Regions from separate parts of the Sus scrofa genome. Here region 1 is linked to region 2. Evidence: chromatin contacts called from public HiChIP or PLAC-seq data. All regions are on one chromosome and are shown on one strand. The core of a region is the stretch at or near the end of the contact, and the rest is flanking DNA. Distances in the headings are between cores, read along the strand shown.

Region 1 (2,700 bases), core at 11-2,510, 170 kb after region 2:
GATCCAGAGATGTAAACAGAAGAGGCATGTGCACTTCCAGGAAGAGAGCGACCATAAAGAAAGGTGCCCTCTCCTCTGCCCCTTCTTCCTTCCTGATGAATGGAAGCAGATGTAATGGCTGGAGCTCGAATAGCTATTAGGACTTTGAGGTGAAAGAAATGCAGTGAGAATGGCAGAACAAATACACAAAGCCTGGATATTTGATGACAATCGCGCCACCAAATGACTTCTGGATGGTACATCTCCAGAGTTTGTTTATATGAGAGGAAAATACACTTTCCTTGTTTAAGCTACGATTAGTCATTCTAGATGAATCTAATCCTGATAGAGGAGTTATTGTCATCCCCATTTTACAGAAGAGACTGAGACTCAAGTTTACACAACTGGGGTACGTACATTCTGGTTCCTTGAGAACAGATGCCTCACTCTTGAGGTTGACTGATTCCCTGGCTCCCAAAGCTGATACCATGGAGGTGCTGAAAATATCCTCTTTGGGTTTCACTCATTGGAGCCAGGCCATGTGCCCACAAATATGAGCTGCAGGCCACACTTTCCTTAAAGGTTAGTCCTGAAGAGGCTTCCACTCACTGTGGGAGTGAGGCCAGGTCTTCAAGAGCAACAGACCTGGGTATGAGACTCTGAAAAATTTATTTAACATCTCAAACCTCAGATTCTTCTGTGACGGATATGACAGTACAGAGTTGTTAGGAGGACAAAGCGAAGGAATACACTGTGCCTGCCACTGACTAAGTGATCAGTAGAGGCTGGCTCTCATTATTAGTCCCTGGGGCTGACCTGGAGTCGTAGCATAATTATTCCTTTTTCCGTGTCTCCCTTTCATTTTGGGGCTGTCATCTTAAATAATATAATAACCAGCTATGTTACCAGCAAAAGCGAGTTTATTCAGGAATAGCCAGAGGAATTGCAATTCAGGATGTGTGAAATAATGGTGGACCACAGGCAAATCCAGAGAACCAAGATTTGTCTTTAAAGCCATCCTCCAAGTCTTTTATAGAGAAAAAGGGGGAGTTGGCAGGATTGAGATAACAAAAGAGTCCATTGGAGTTGCTGGGGGTCCAAAGCATGGAGGCATCTCATTGGTTGGGGGGGAACAGTCTCTGATTGGCTGGGCTACCCTAGGGCAGAGGGTAGATTTATCTTGCTGGATAGTAAGTAGAGGCATCTTCCTGATGGAAGTCCTAGCAGTACATTCCTTCCTGTTTGGAGTGATGAATGATGTGCAATGGGGCATGAGAGCTCCCCCTACAGGTCTGTCCCGACTTCAACTTTAGCTGAGGTTTATCCCCAACAAGCAACACTTTTCTCCCCACAGGGGTTACGGGGAGGGGCCCGTAACCCCTGCAAAAGCTAATCCCTCATACAATCAACTGCATCTTAGACTCAACCAGAACCCAAACATGCAGGGTTTGGTTGCCAAACCCCAGCTGTGGGCTCAAGTTTTCAAGCACAAGGCAGTTTTAGTAAGAAATTAATGTTCCCAAAATCATGACTTGTACTTGCTATGTTTCCACTGTTTGTTCTCATATAGTTGCTCAAGGAACCCCCCCCCCACTCACACAAAACATAAGGCAGCAATATTTGTCTTTAAAGCCATCCTCTAAGTCCAACACCCTCTCAGAGGTGCCTATAGAACCCATATCCCTACAGGTCTGCCTAGCAGGGTAACACAAGCGCTGCTTCTCTGTGATCCCTGCTGTCTGATGAATGAGTCCTTCTGATGTAATAACAGACACTGCATTGATTATCATGCAGCTTCCCCACCTGTAGGCCATGTGGCTTTGGGAGGTGGGGTGTACAGAATGTGTACAGGAAATCCTCAAATCCATCTGCATCCTTCACGGTCCATGAACTCAGTCTTTTACGTGTCTCCCACACGGTTAGACCCCTATTATTCAGATGTATATATGTGCTGTTGTGAGGAATAATATTTCATTTAAAGGCACGATACTAATATTAGATAATCGATAGGCACTAAATGCATACCCCTTATCATGCAAGAGTTAAAGCCCTAGGAGTTCTGTTGTGGCTCAGCAGGTTAAGACCCCAACTAGTATCCATGAGGATGTGGGTTCAATCCCTGGTCTTGCTCAGTGGGTTAAGGGTCTGGCATTGCCACAAGTTGCAGCATAGGTCACAGATGTGGCTTGTATCCTGCAATGCTATGGCTGTGTCTGTGTCTGCTGTGTAGGCAAGCAGCTGCAGCTCCAGTTTGACCTCTAGTCCAGGAAGTTCCATGTGCCACAGGAATGGCCCTAAAAAGGAAAAAAAAAGAGTTAAATGAATCCCTAGCTTAGTGCTACTCAATGAGAACTTGCAGAAATAGTCCCACAGCTAGGGATTCTCACGTGGAGTTTCAGCTGCAGATCGTGGAGACCACCAGACCCTCTGGTCACCCTCAAGTCACATTGGACAGGTATGCTGAGAAACACAAATCCATGGCCTTGAACAGGGGCAGGTGCACTCAGATGGCACAGCATGCACCACCTCCTTCCCTCTTTTCATGTGCATCACACACCCAGTGCACAAAATCATAACCACAGGCAGCAAAGAGAAGCAGCAGAAAGACTGAGGGACTCACATGGGAACAAGTGCAGGCAAGCTCCAAAACAAAAAACAAAAAAACAAAAAAACCCAACTCTGGACAACTTAGGCCAGAAAGTAAGTAAAAGCTTAGAAGAA
Region 2 (2,700 bases), core at 10-2,509:
ATTGGGTGTGAAATCAGGGGATGGCTAAGAGCTCCCCCAAAGCAGTAAGAGAGCATGTGCCCCCAAAAGGAACAAGACCTGGACTGAATCTGGTATTTATTCAAGGTGCCCAGGAGAGGCTGAAGTGTTCAAGAAGGTAGACTGCAGCCACTGCTGCCCAGGTGAAAGAGAAATATCTGCACCATGTTTTGAGGTGAAAGAATTATGTCTTTAGTAGGTTTAATATCTATAAGTTACAGGCAGTTTCTAACTTTAGGATGAACCTATTGGAATCCTTATAACTAACGTGCTAATTAACGCTTGGAATCAGAAACCTACTAACTTTTTGCAAATAGAGAGCTGTGCTATCCAATATGGTAGCCACTAGCCAAGGGTGACTATTTAAATTTGAATTAATTCAAACAAAACAGGATTAAAAGTTCAAATTAGCCACATTTCAAGTGTTTGATAGTCCCTGTGGCTGGTGCAAATATATAATATTTATATAGTATTAATAGTATTGGACAGGGAGTTCCCATCATGGCTTGGCAGAAACAAATCTGACTAGTATCCATGAGGATGTAGGTTCAATCCCTGGCCTTGCTCAGTGGGTTAAGGCTATGGTGTTGCTATGAGCTGTGGTACAGGCTGATGGCTACAGCTCCGATTAGACCCCTAGCCTATGAACCTCCATATGCTGCGAGTGCGGCCCTAAAAAGCAAAAAAAAAAAAAAAAAAAAAAAATGTATTGGACAGTGCAAATATAGAACATTTCTGCCATCACAGAAAGTCCTACTGAACCATGATGCTATGATGCATAATATGGCGTATAAAATACTGGGAAACATAGCTATTGACAATGATTGTAGAGACATATAATAGAGGGTAAAGGCCAAGACTCAGACACACAGACATCTCAAATGGACCCTCGACCAGACCACTGCCCATTCTGACCCTTCCTAACTCATGGGCCACTGTTCCATGACAGCTGACATTTTAAAGTCTTTGGAGATCCATGACATACAAAGGGAACCTACAAACGGAGGCATGTACCATATGTCAAGAACAGGCACAAAAATGCTGTTCTGGGTTGCACGGTTACACATGAGTCTTTGCGGTGAATATTTTATCACATACACACACGCAACCCCTCTCATTTTCTGTCACCTAAACTCTGGTACAGCTTTCTGAAAACAGAGGTCCAAAAATAACACGGGTTTAAGCTCATGTCTGAAGCTACCTTTAGTCCTGACGTGTTAACGCTTAGCTTCAGGAACTGAAACTTTCACCAAGCACTGCTGGGTGGTGAGCTCCATTCTGAGGCCATAAGGAAAGCTCAGGCAGACGTTCCTGTGTTGTGATTTTCTCTTTTAATGACTGAGAGGGCTCAGAATGAGCCAGTCTGAGACCTAAAGCTTCAGACCCAGCCCTGTCACTCACTAGCTATGCTATGGGTCAACTCTGTGGATTTATCTGAGCCTCAGTTTCCTAATCAATAAAATGGGGATAATAATACCCAGACATTCATTCCCTAATTATTTACTCAATATCTACTAGGTGCTGGGGAAGCAAAAGTGAGCCAAACAGGCACTACCCCTGACCTCTTGGATTTAATATATGCTGGTCTAACTCAAGGGGCACCTGGGAGACTCTGAAGAGTCCATATGATCCACCCACCTTTCTCAACTTGCCTCTGCTCAGTTTGAGAGACCACTGCTTGACCGTAAGCCCTTGGCAGGGCTGGGGTTGGGGAAAGAGGGACTCTTTTATCCTCCTCTGCTATTAGGAGCTATCTGGTGGGAAGCTTGGAGCATGCAGAAAGAACCTGGAAAACTGTAAACTCCCTTACAAATGAAAGGAAGAGATGGGGCAGGAGTTCTGTTCAGGGCAGACATTCCTGGCAAAAGGAGTTGTACTGGTCTTCCTTATCTGTGTTAACTGACATGGTTCTTTCACTTGGACAGTACCTGCAATTTCACTGTTCACTGAAAATGTAGTTCCTGGGAAACTGGTAGAACTAAGAGGGGGGTGTGCTTTTAAGCTCCCAACCCTCAAGTATCTTCAACTGGTTATTAGTCCCCCATGAAAAATCAACCCACCAGAAGATCCCAACCTGATGTCAAAAGTCTAAATCAAAGGTGCAAAAGGAAGGTGATTAAGGAGAGACTTATCTGTGGGCAACAACCCAACGGCATCTCAAAGAGCAAGTGGCCAGCAGGGTAAGGCCAGAACAGGATCTTAAGAAGACCTGGGACTATCAGGAAACTTGCTCCAGGTTTTTTCCCTACTTTCCTTTATTTGGCAACATCATTCTTCTTTCTTACCCAGGATGAATTTTCTCCATGTGGCAGAAAATATGTCCATTGACAATTTCTCAGTTTTCTGGCTCATAGCCTAGCCACTGGAGATCGAATGTTTAAATGTCCTGGTAACACATAAATAAAAGATCTCAGGGAAGGGTTCTGATTGGCTCAGCTTAGATCAGGCATCCACTTCTGGGCCAATTAGCTCTGACCATTGTTAGGGTGGCTCCCATGGAAATCACAGAGGTGCATGGTGGGAATAAGGCAGCTTTCAGAAGAAAAGGAATTTCAAGATAGAGAAAAATATTTTTTTTTTTTGTCTTTTTGCTATTTACTGGGCCGCTCCCGCGGCATATGGAGGTTCCCAGACTAGGGGTCGAATCAGAGCTGTAGCTGCAGGCCTACGCCAGAGCCACAG

What was found. HiChIP or PLAC-seq counts read pairs in DNA pulled down with a chosen protein or histone mark.
Region 1: a contact with region 2 is called in an H3K27ac HiChIP or PLAC-seq map of alveolar macrophages. The contact joins two enhancer-like sites. A contact is called at or near these places in 1 of 47 Hi-C or Micro-C datasets (heart right ventricle) and 1 of 2 datasets of contacts at active chromatin or transcription factors (alveolar macrophages).

Annotation. Positions count from the first base shown.
Region 1 is chr13:3,701,726-3,704,425 of Sscrofa11.1, forward strand. No RefSeq gene overlaps it. Among named protein-coding and RNA genes, the nearest start is that of RFTN1, 28 kb to the left of the region's middle. Within about 2 kb of position 1,261, at least 1 of the 83 cell types and tissues checked has an H3K27ac peak or open chromatin away from gene starts, as enhancers often do. A contact at or near this core is called in alveolar macrophages, where this site is marked.
Region 2 is chr13:3,533,127-3,535,826 of Sscrofa11.1, forward strand. All of the region lies in intron 4 of RFTN1 (raftlin), which reads right to left. Among named protein-coding and RNA genes, the nearest start is that of TRNAE-UUC, 36 kb to the right of the region's middle. Within about 2 kb of position 1,260, at least 4 of the 83 cell types and tissues checked have an H3K27ac peak or open chromatin away from gene starts, as enhancers often do. A contact at or near this core is called in alveolar macrophages, where this site is marked.